2 separate regions of the Sus scrofa genome follow, and region 2 is linked to region 1. A link is a contact called in public Hi-C data. All regions are on one chromosome and are shown on one strand. The core of a region is the stretch at or near the end of the contact, and the rest is flanking DNA. Distances in the headings are between cores, read along the strand shown. Region 1 has its middle 120 kb from the start of ZC3H12C. Region 2 overlaps LOC110262223 (a long non-coding RNA gene).

Region 1 (6,026 bases), core at 1,684-4,183:
ACAAATGCTGGAGGAGGTGTGAAGAAAAGGGAACCCTCCTACACTATTGGCCAGAATGTAAACTGGTAACAACCATCATGGAAAAAAGTACAGTAATTCCTCAGAAAACGAAATATAGAACTACTATATGGTCCAGCAATCCCACTCCTGGGCATATATCTGGACAAAATATTCAATTTAAAAAAACATACATTCCTATGTTCATTGCAACACTATTCACAACAGCTAAGACATGGAAACCACTTTAATGTCCATCAATAGATGAATGGATTAAGAAGATGTGGTACATGGAGTTCCCACTGTGGCTCAGTGGAAACGAATCTGACTAGTAACCATGAGGTTGCGGGTTTGATCCCAGGCCTCGCTCAGTGGGTTAAGGATCTAGCATTGCTGTGAGCTGTGGTGTAGGTTGCAGATGTGGCTTGGATCACTCATTGCTGTGGCTGTGGTGTAGGCTAGCAGCTGTAGCTCTGATTAGACCCCTAGCCTGGGAACCTCCATATGCTGAGGTGTGGCCCTAAAAAGCAAAAAAAAAAATAAATAAAGATGTGTTACACATCTATGATGGAACACTAATCAGCCATTAAAAAAGAACAAAGTAATATTTGTGGCAACATGGATGCAACTAGAGATTCTCATACTTAGTAAAGTAAGTCAGAAAGAGAAAAACAAATACCACAGGATAGCGCATACCGTGGAAACCTAAAATGTGGTACAAATGAATCTATCTACATAACAAAGACTCACACACACTGAGAACAGATTTGTGATTACCAAGAAGGAGGGAGAGGGAGTGGGATGGACTGGGAGTTTGGGGTTAGTAGATGCAAACTATTACATTTAGAATACAAAATAAGGATAAGCAATGAGGTCCCGCTGTATAGCACCGGGAAATATATCCAGTTACTAGTGATAGAACATGATGGGAGATAATATGAGATAAAGAATGTATGTATGTATGTATATTATATGTATGTATTATTGGGTCACTTTGCTGTACAGCAGAAAATGACAGAACATCATGGATCAATTATAATTTAAAAATTTAAAAAAAGGAGAGAAGATTGAGTGCAGGAGAATAAGAAAGAAGAAAACAAAGAACACGCAAGTGTTTCAACAAACTATTCGGTTACATCAGTGTTTTTGTTTCACGGTATTTTAACTCCCTCTTTGTCATAGTTTCTTTCCACACCTTCATGTACAGTAACTTCATGGATGGCATCGTACTGGTCTCAGTTTCTGCTCATAGAGCTGGCCCCATTCCGTCTGGAATAATCTATCCTTCCACCCTCTCCAATGTTTCCCCAAGGCCAGCTCTCCATGGATCTCTAGGTCTTAGCTAACACCTCACCTTCTCTGTCCTTGGCTGATTACCCCGTTTCTCCATCTAAAATAGCTGTAGTCCCATGGCTATTTGCCCTCCACTGCCCTCAACCGGGGTTCTCTAGCTCAACCCTGCATCATTGCCTTTGGAGACTTTAGCACAATTTATAATGACTTTATTTATTTCTTTGTTCATCTGTTTTCTCTCTCCCTCATTAGAGTATTAAGTACAGGAGGGCAAGAACCTGTCATCACTGTTGTGTTTCCCGTAGACATTCGGTTGACACTCAACAAATATTTGGAAAGTAAATGGCCTTGTGTACACATGTATGGGTCACTTTCCTCTACAGCAGAAATCAACACAACACTGTAAATCAACTATACTTGAATAAAAACATTTTCATTAAGTGTTTGTAATACAACATTTAATGCGGCAGACAGAGCAGAATTATTGTCCTCATTTTATAGTAAGAAAATCTCAGAGGTGCTCCAATCACTTGCCCTAAATCATACAATCAAGACCACAATGGTTCCTTTTATTTAAGCCCAAGATTTGAGCCAGGCTTCCTTCTAATAAAGTGATATTGGGCACTTTACAGAATCACTGTGCTTCCATTTCTCTACCTGTAAAATAGAGACTATAATAATCTATCTCACTATTGTTATGAGGACGAACTAAATCAGAATATAAAGCATTTAGAACAAAAAGCACAATATGGGTTAGTTATTATCAGCATTGCATGGTTCTCTTTAGCTCAGAACTGTGGTTTTTTTTTTTGGTTTGGTTTGGTTAGTGCCTCATTTTCCAAAGCAGAAATGTCTTTTAAAGCATAAATCCTTTAACGGTACTTAAAATTCCAAAATAAAAATTGTCGTAAAAAGAACATGAAAGCAGTGGTCATTTTAAAAATGCACTTTATCAAACAACAATAAAGAGCTGGGTAGCCACCTCTTTTCCAACTCTGTCTCCTTCATGGACCACCACCTGGAAACCCCACTCTAATGAAACAAAGAGCCTTTACCAGACGTAGCGACTTCCAAAATTTCCCAGCCACGGCCTCCCAAATGGCAGGATAACCCTTATATATTATCCACTTTAGAAAAAACAGCACAAGGAAGAAATGTCTCGAGATGAATGAAAGTATTTGAGGAGAGGACACTTTTGGGCAAAGGAACCATTGTGAAGCAGGACTTTGAGAGCTGATAAAGAGTTTAGGGGCCTGAGTCACATGCTAAAAGTCATGGCTCGCTGCCTCCCCCAGGACCCCAACACAAACCAGAGACAAGGATTCTAAGATATGAGATGTCCAGCGCTGAGCTGCAGTGTGTTGAGCTAAACTAACCACTCTAACCAATTTTTACTTCTCCCTGAGGCTTGTAATTTAATGGCCTTTAATTCCACATTTAGAGAACAGGGCTTGGAATGTATTTCCATTGAGAACAGGAATGTATTGACTTAATTTCACAGAAAGATGTAAAAGCCTGATACCTAGATCACAGATCTCGATGAAGGCAGTAGCACTGACTTCTGACTGTGCGTGTTATGGGCTGAGTTCAGGGGAAGAGGGTGGTTGTGAAGCACAGGGGATAAAGCAGTTCTGAAGGGAAGCCCGCACATCAAAGGCAAGCAGGCATCTTAGAGTTCTGCCAAAGATGGTTAACTGTTGACCAGTCATCACCTGGGTTCCCTTCCTGGCGCCTGTGGAGGCTGACCTGTTTTATAAACCTCATCAATGCATTTATGAAGGTCAGAAGTTGCTAGTGACCGAAAGAAAGGCTCTATTTTCTTTCACTTTAATTTCCGAGTTACCAGAGGCCCTCTTGCTTCATTGGGCAGTGCAGGCTCCGACCACGAGAGGGAGCCGCACCATCAGCTGTTTGATAAATTGACTTCAAACCCACGTGCTGTGGCTGTGACTGTACCAGTTCCCTCAGAAGCATAAATCAAACATTGATCTGATCATCTCTCTTTTATGACCTTCCAGGATGTACTTTCTCAGATTCAGTGTTGTAAGGATGTTAGCAAATGGAGTTCTCAGAGACCTGGTTTCCTTTCTGCAGCAGAAAGTCTTGTGACATGCCCCTCCTCACCCCCCAAAGGCAACTGTCCCCATACACAGCTGAGGCCTAATCTGACAAAGTTCCCCCCCCCGCCCCACCCCATAACTCCAACAGTAAACAGACCAAAGAAATAACCCAAAACACTCATTCTCCAAAACTGCACTGGTGCTAGGTTACATAATACAGGAACCCAGCAGGATACTGGCCCAGTCATTTAGACTGGGGCCAAATTGCTTCCTCTGCTCTGTGCCAGCTAAGAAACACCCAGATACCAAGTGCATACAAAGTAGGAAGAAATGCAGGAAACTAGTATTGTAATGGAGCAGGACCCTATGGGGCCCCCTGGGCAGACCTCTCCCTCACACCCTTTGCTTTAGCTCTTCTCCTAAATACCTAGATAATAGTATCAGATGCACATATCCTGAGTTGTTTTACAGATGCTAAAACCTCCAGCAAACACAAGGCATTGACTATTTAACCACCTTGACCATGTAGCCCCCAGGCCTCCTGGAGCCTGAAGATTGATCTTTAATTCCTGTGATGGGGCCTGTTACCTCACCATCAACCAATCAGAGAATTGTGTACCAGCTGACCACCTACCCTGGAACTCTCCTCCCTCACTTTGCCTTGAAAAATGCTCTCCTGAAACCCACGGGGAGTTTGGGTGTTTTGAGACGAGGTGCCCTGGGCTCCTTTGCTTGGTGCCCTGCAATAAACACTGCGCTTTCCTTGGACTTTTTGTCCATTTCCCCCAATGTTTACATTTACAAAAATGAAGGACAACATTACAGCCAGGATGTTGACATTGATTCAGTCAAGATGCAATATTTCCATCATCACGAGAATCCCTCATGCTATCCTTTTACAGCACCCATGTCCCCTTACCATCCTGCTGTACCCCCACGCCTTAGACCCTGGCCACCACTAATTTGTTCTCTATTTGTATAATTTTGTCATCTTGAAATTGCTATATAAATGGAATCATACAGTATGCAACTTTTTAAAATTGGCTTTTTTCACTCAGCATCATTCTCTGGAGATTCATCCACACTGTTCATAGTTCATTACTTTTTATTGCTGAGTAATACTCCATGATATAGATATACCCTAGTTTCTTTAACCATTCATCCATTGAAGGATACCTAAATTGTCTTGAGTATTTGCGGATGACAAATAAAGCTGCTATGAACATTCATGTATAAGATTTTATGTGAACATAAATTTTCATTTCTCTGGAATAAATGTCCAGGAGCAGTTGCTGAGCCATGTAGTAGTTGCATATTTAGTTTTTTTTTTTAAGAAACTGCCAACTGTTTTCCGGAGAAGTTGTACAATTTTTATTCTAACTAGCAATGTATGAGTGATCCAGTTTCTCCTAATCCTAGCCAGTTTTTGGTATTGTCACTTTTTTTTTTTTCAAATTTGAGCCATTCCAATAGGTGCATAGTGCTATCTCATTACAGATTTATATTGCATTTACCTGATGACTAACTAATGATGTTGAACATCTTTTCTTATGTGCCATCCATGTATCTTCTTTAGTGAAATATCTTTGTGTCTTTTGCCCATTTTCTAATTAGATGGATTGATTATTTGCCATTGAGTTTTGAGAGTTCACTTTTTAAATACATTCTTGAGGCTAGTACTTTGTCAGATATGTGGTTTGCAAATATCTTCTCTCAATCTGTAGCTTGTCATTCTATCCTCCCATCAGGGTGTTTCTCAAGGTAAAAGTGCTTAATTTTAATGATGTCCATTTTATTTTTTTATCGATCTTAATATTAGTATTAAGTCTAAGAATTCTTTGCCAGCTCAACTGTGGCAGTGACCTTAACTGTGGCAGTGACCTTAACTCACTTGCCACAGGGAACTCCTTGAGTTAATTTTTATGTAAAATGTAAAGTTTGAGATCCATTGATTTTTTTTTTTTTTTTGCCTATAAACCTTCAATAGTTTCAGCATCATTTGTCGAAGGCCTGCCTTTCCTCCACTGACTTGCTTTTGCACCTTTGTCAAAAATCAGTTGGGAGTATTTGGTGTGAATCTATTTATACCATCTCTAATCTGTTCAGCAGATCTCTGAGTCTGTCTCTCAACAAATTCCACATGAATTTGATTATTGTAGCTAAGTAATGTCTTGAAATGAAGTAGACTGATTTCATTTTGTCCTACCTTTTCAAAATTCTTTTAACTATTTTATTTTTTTCTGTTTATAAATTTTCAAATAATCATGTCTTTACAAAAAAAAATATTTCTCGGATTTTGGTAAAAATTCTATCAAACTTGCATATCCGTTTGGGAAAAATTACTACCTTTACTATGATCTATCTTCCAACTTGTGACCATAATATATCTCTCCCTTCACTTAGCATACCTTTGACTTCTTTCATGAGTGTTTTACAGTTTTCAGCATAAACTTCCTATGGATGTTTTGTCAGATTTACATCTATGTATTTCAAAGTTCTCAATCATCAAGCAATTGGAAATAGCATTTTCAATTTTCATGTCCATGTGTTCATTTAAACAGTATGTCTAGTGTACGTAGAATATACGGTTGGTTTCCTATGTGTGTCATGCAACCATACTGAATTCACTAATTCTAGAAAGTAATTTTTTTTAGATTACTTAGGATTTTCTATATA
Region 2 (6,026 bases), core at 2,062-4,561, 320 kb after region 1:
ACTCAGCAAGAGGCAAAGTGATAGGTAAGAAGTAGATTTATTGAGAGATAGACAAAGCGTGGGCAATGAAGCGGGGAGGACCTGGGAGACAGACATTCCATAGACAGAATGCAGTCCATCTCAAAAGGCAAGAGTGGCCCTGGTAGAAACACATTCCACAGACAGAGTGGGGCATCACAGAAGGAAGAGGCCCCAAAATATGGGCTAGGGACTTTTCGTGGCCTGGGTAATTTCATAAGCTAACGAGTGGGAGGATTATTCCAACTATTTTAGTGAAGGGGTGAGGATTTACAGGAATTGGGCCACTGCCCACTTTTTGGTTTTTTATGGTCAGCCTCAGAGCTGTCTTGGGGACTGTGGGCATGTCATTTAGATGCTAATGTATTACAATAAGCATAGAACGAGGCTCAAGGTGCACAGGAATTCAAATTTTCTGCCTTCTTGGATCTGGTTGGTTCTAACCAGTTTCTGTTTTGTGCTCAATGGCTATGTGATTTTTTTCAAGGTCGTGCCCTGCCGTCTTCTCTCCTGCTTCATAAATGACAATAAAGTTTCAAAGTTCTATATAAGGAAAGAGGAAGTGATCGATCTTGTTGAGCATATACTCGTGAGGCTTCAGAAAAGACTGTTAGTGTAATCTCAGAGGTGGTAGGTAAGCAGCCAAGCAGCCGTGGTAAGAGGGGGAGGAAAGCATGAGGTGCAAGTGGATGGAGGGGGGAAATCGGCTGACAGATGGAGGGACCGAATAGCAAAGTGTCATAAAGCAGAAAGAGAGAGGGTTGGAGAGAGTTCTAGGGTCCAGGATGTAGGGGATGAGAGAGAGAGAAAAGAGATCAAGATTTTAAAAAATAGCAGATGATATAAACTTCCTCTGCAGAGCTATGAGTAAACAAGAAGACGCACCTTACTCTCTGAACCTTGAACAGACTTTGTGCTTACAACGGGGCTATACTGACACATGAAAGTTAATCAGTCTGCTTCCTGGGATTCATAACCCAAAATGCATTTATTATCTCGAAACTACAAGACTAAGTTTTTGCTCTCCACTCTTTCTCAGCTGGTGGGGTTCTTTATTGGTTGAGGTGACCCAAATTTTCATTTCCAAGGGATCTGTGCACATAGTGGCCCTGACTGTGTAGTGTTACTACTTCCGTGTGTCCCCTTCTGACTTTTGACACTGACCATGGAGTACGTGGAGGCATACTGGGGTCACCTCTCCACTCCTGTTATGCTACAATAACGTTTTCTCTTTCCCTTTATAGTCAGAATTGATTGCCCAGGCTACACCTGAACTTTCCTTTTTGTCTGTGTGCCAAGAAATGAAAAGGCAGGAGTTCTGTTTTCCAATTCAGTGGAATCTTTAATGTGTCCCTCAGCAGAAGGCTCTTCCTTGGACTCTAAACCCAGAGGCCCTTGCTCTCCAGGAAGGTGGGCAGTGAGATGTACTAACGTGGTATAGCTGGTGTCTGTTAATCAGGGAAGGACCCTCTGAGAACCAGGCTCAGGCTTTCTTCTTCAGTCAGCAAGTCACAGGGAGTTCCTACCGGGCCATGTGTGTGAGCCGGAGGGAGACTGGTTTCCTCAGCTCTTCAAGTCCAGGCAGGGCACTCTGTCTGTCACATCGAGACCACTCACAATGGGGAATCCTGCCTGTGGGGGGACAGGGCAGGGACCTGGGGCCGGGACAGCCCGGTTTCAGGCTATCCAGCCCTCTTTCACTTAAGCATTATAAAAATACTCATCTAAAAGTTTTCAGTACCCTAAACCTTTATTCCATCTGGAAGTTCAAGGTAGGCCTCCAACTTTATTCTTTCTCCAAATGATTAAAGTGGTTGTCCAAATAACACATTTCTTTCCACCAGTTTATTATATAATCAAATCTCATTCATATCTACTTCTGTATTCAATATTTTGTCATATTCCTTGTCTGTCTACTCCTGCAGCAGTATCTCAGCAGTAAATACTGCCGTTTAAATAACTGGCACAGTCCTCCCTAATAGTCTTCTTGATTGGGATCTTCCTGGCTATTTGTGCACATTTTCATTCTTCCAAATTTTAAAATTGTTTTCCCAGGTTCCAAGAGAATTCCATTAGAGTTTTTACTGGGCTGTAATACATTTATAGGTTGGTTTTAGGAAAAACTGACATCTTTACAATGTGTGTCTTTCAGGCCAAGAATATGATGTGGCTCTTTATTTACGTAAGTCTTCTTTCTCATTGGACATGGGTTCTTAGTGATATGAACTAGTTTCTTCTCAAGAGACTATTTTCTTGATACTCATCTTGCTGTGAGAAGCAAGTTCAACATGAAATCATTTCATGTTGGGTCACCAGGTCCTCTCGACAGTTAGCATAAACATCTGGGTGTATTGTTGAAAACTGTGTTGTGATGATTAACTATCCAAGATTCCAGGTTGGGGTGTTTTTTTGAACTGAATATAGACAGATGGCCAGTTGGAAAAACTGCTTGGAAAATTCAAGGCATCCAGAAACCACGAATGTGTATTTTTGTTATTTGTCTATGAAGGATTTCTTTCTTTCTTTCTTTTTTTTTTTTTTTTTGTTTTTTTCTGAAACATTGTGTCTTTCTTCCAGAGCAGGAACAGAGGCTATAATGTTATCTTGGCCACATATTTGTGGCACATCTGAGAACTGTTTGCATAAATGCACTGGCTAGAAGCCACATCTACTAGTCCAAAACCTATTCTAATATTGACAAGACAATAAAGAAGAATGGTGTGTGCCAAGTTGTTTGACAAAACTTGCCAAGGAAGTCACCATGCCTGCTTTCTTTTTCCATTGTGTATTCAATACCTAACACAATGCCTGATATAGAGCTGGTGACTAACAATTTATTGGAGAAAAGAGTGGAGTCTTTAGCAGGGATTTATCTGTATGCTTTTTATGGTAAAAACTTGAACAGTGTAATTTGTTACCAGGCTGGCTGACCACCAGCCCCCTCTGCCTTCATGGCAGCATCCACAGCTTCTGGATTGGTAACTGAGACCATTGAGACCTCCTGCCTTTGCTCCCTAACAGCCTTCTCCAGGGTCTGCTTTTAAAGCATGGTCAGCTCCTCCCAGTCCACCTTCCATCCCAGTGGTGGGTGTTCCCAAAAAGGTGGCTTCTGTTTTTCCTTCCCACCAGCCTCTGTCATCAAAGATCATTTGTGTCTCATACCCAGCCAAGTCCCCAAACCTTGAACAACCACACTGACATTTTGCTGTTGGCACTGGAATCAGAGAGTACCATGCTACAATTTGAGTGCTGGAATGCCATTGTAATGACAGACTTTGCCTAGTCTCATTTTTCCATGATGAGTAGGCTAGCGGGCTAGAATGAGTAATCATAGGCAGAATGAGGCCATGAAAATACTTTTTACCCAGGGTTGCAGATATGGGTTTGTGAGTAAAAATGATGTTAAGTCAAAGAGAATGCAGGGTAAAAGAGAAGCCCAGGTAGTCAAAGGCAGGGGAGTCTGTGACTGGTGTCAGGAGCTGGAATGGTGTGGACTGGAGACCAGAGACTATTAAAGGATAGAGCCAAGATAGCTGCAGCCAAAAGCTGAGCTTTTACATGCTTCTAGAGGTACATGGCATGCATGGTTCAAATTTGTTTAAATGTCCTAGGATGAAGCAGACAAAACAGAGAATGATTGTTAAAGAGGCTACTGCAGTTAAGCGAGAATTATTAAAAGATAGGGGAGTCACAGTGGGAACAGAGAGGCCAGGAACAGATTCTAAAGTCATTTCAGAGCAGTGGAAATGAATCCAACTAGGAACCGTGAGGATGGGGGTTTGATCCCTAGCCTCACTCAGTGGTTTAAGGATCTGATGTTGCTGTGGCTGTGGTGTAGGCCAGCAGCTGTAGCTCTGATTAGACCCCTAGCCTGGAAACCTCCATATGCCTCGGGTGCAGCCCTTAAATGCAAAAATAAATAAATAAATACATAAATAAATACTTAAAGTCATTTCAGATACAGAAGTAGTGGGAACGAATGATTGTACTGCTCAGCCAAAAGTCAGGAGTTCTAGATGTATAAGTTGTGGTGGGGAGAAAGTGAGAATGGAAAAAACTCAAATGACAGAATATGGTCCATTGTAAGAACTCAGAAAGCACAATGATCACCGTCATGGGTCCTTTTCAAACTGGCTATTTCTTTATTTTTTACTTTTTGGTCTTTTTGTCTTTTCTAGGGCCGTTCCAGCGGCATATGGAGGTTCCCAGGCTAGGAGTTCAATCGGAGCTGTAGCTGCCGGCATACACCAGAGCCACAGCAATGCCAGATCTGAGCCGCGTCTGCGACCTACACCACAGCTCACGGCAACGCCAGATCCTTAACCCACTGAGCGAGGCCAGGGATCGAACCTGAAACCTCATGATTCCTAGTCAGATTCGTTAACCACTGAGCCACGACGGGAAATCTCAAACTGACTATTTAAAATGCATTATCATTTTTACTCTAAGAGCAATAGCCTTTAAAATTACTTTCATTTTAACAGTTCTGAGAGTGTTCTCACCCAGGTTTACATAGCATACCTGTAAAAAGAACTGAATCTCTGCATCCTGCTGTTGGACTCCACTCATACTTGTGCTTCAGCCCTCACAGTCCCAGGCTAAGGCAGAATTACACACACAGACACAATCTCCTAAATTTTAAATGTGATTTCTGAGATTAAAATTAAAATCATTTCACTGTTATCAATACTTCCAGGAGTCCCTGTTGTAGTTCAATGGGTTAAGAACCTGACATGGGAGTTCCCATCGTGGTGCAGCGGTTAACGAATCCGACTAGGAACCATGAGGTTGCGGGTTCGATCCCTGGCCTTGCTCATTGGGTTAAGGATCCGGTGTTGCCGTGAGCTGTGGTGTAGGTTGCAGACATGGCTCGGATCTCACGTTGCTGTGGCTCTGGTGTAGGCCGGTGGCTACAGCTCCGATTCGACCCCTAGCCTGGGAACCTTCATATGCCGAGGGAGCAGCCCTAGAAAAGGCAAAGTCAAACAAACAAACAAAAAGAACCCGACATGGATCCGGAAGGATATGGGTTCAGTCCCTGGTCTCACTCAGTGTGTTAAGGATCCAGAGTTGCTGCAAGCTATGGCAGAAATCACAGATTTGGCTTGGATCTGGCATTGCCATGGCGTGGTGTAGACCTCAGATGCAGCTCTGATTCAACACCTGGCCCAGGAATTTCCATATGCCGCAGGTGCTGCCCTAAAAAGAAAAAAAAAAAAAAAGCTTACAGCTATAGATAGGTAGATAGATGCATATACATATACATATAGATAAATAGATAAATAATGTATAAATACTGTTAAATGTTTTTGGAACTAGGGAGGTGACCTCATTGTTGTACCTTTTTCAGGAACACCTAGAGTGATAAGCAGGACCTGGTACCTACCTTGTTCTCCCTCTTCCTCCCTCCCTTCACCTCTTCCTTCCAACTTTTTTTCCAGCAAACATTTATGGAATGCTAATGAGTGTCAGTTCATGTTGGGCTCTGAAAGATACAAAAATAAAAAGACTGGGTCCTCTAACCTCTAGGATAGGGAAAGTCATATTTGCATGAGCCCTAATCAGAGACTGATCAAGGATGCTTGAGGGAGATTTCAGTGCTGAAGAGCCTGCTCTTGGATACTAGGATGAAAAAAGATCAAAGCTTCCCTAATCCTAGAGGAGCAGCCTGAGATGGGGGAAAGGGAGTGAAGGGCATGTGCCTCCTCGAAGGACCCAAAGTAGGGTCATAAGAGAACAACAGAGGGTTGCATGACAGAGATAGGCAGGCACCCCGCTGCACCCCCTCCCCCGCACATGCAGGCTGTGAACTTGAAAGAGTCAAGTGGCTTTCTTTGGCAGGCCAGCAGAGACACAACCGTTTAGAGGCCTTATCATCTGCAAGGGGCAGACAGAGCTGTTCTACTTAGGAGGAAAATCTTGCTTTTGGTTGTGGCAAGAGCTGGAACTTTGAACAAAGCTATATAGATTTCAGTTTTGTCTCTACCACTTACTAAATGAGCAATCTT

What was found. A called contact is a pair of places that touch in the nucleus more often than the background predicts.
Region 2: a Hi-C map of embryonic fibroblasts shows a contact between it and region 1, with 4 times the contacts expected there. The contact joins two enhancer-like sites. A contact is called at or near these places in 1 of 5 promoter capture datasets (liver), 9 of 47 Hi-C or Micro-C datasets (brain, embryonic fibroblasts, fetal skeletal muscle and 4 more) and 2 of 2 datasets of contacts at active chromatin or transcription factors (alveolar macrophages and skeletal muscle).

What each region holds. Positions count from the first base shown.
Region 1 is chr9:38,013,473-38,019,498 of Sscrofa11.1, forward strand. No RefSeq gene overlaps it. Among named protein-coding and RNA genes, the nearest start is that of ZC3H12C, 120 kb to the right of the region's middle. Within about 2 kb of position 2,934, at least 15 of the 83 cell types and tissues checked have an H3K27ac peak or open chromatin away from gene starts, as enhancers often do. A contact at or near this core is called in embryonic fibroblasts, where this site is marked.
Region 2 is chr9:38,330,415-38,336,440 of Sscrofa11.1, forward strand. The region is part of intron 3 of LOC110262223 (a long non-coding RNA gene); the gene reads right to left. Among named protein-coding and RNA genes, the nearest start is that of RDX, 34 kb to the left of the region's middle. Within about 2 kb of position 3,312, at least 12 of the 83 cell types and tissues checked have an H3K27ac peak or open chromatin away from gene starts, as enhancers often do. A contact at or near this core is called in embryonic fibroblasts, where this site is marked.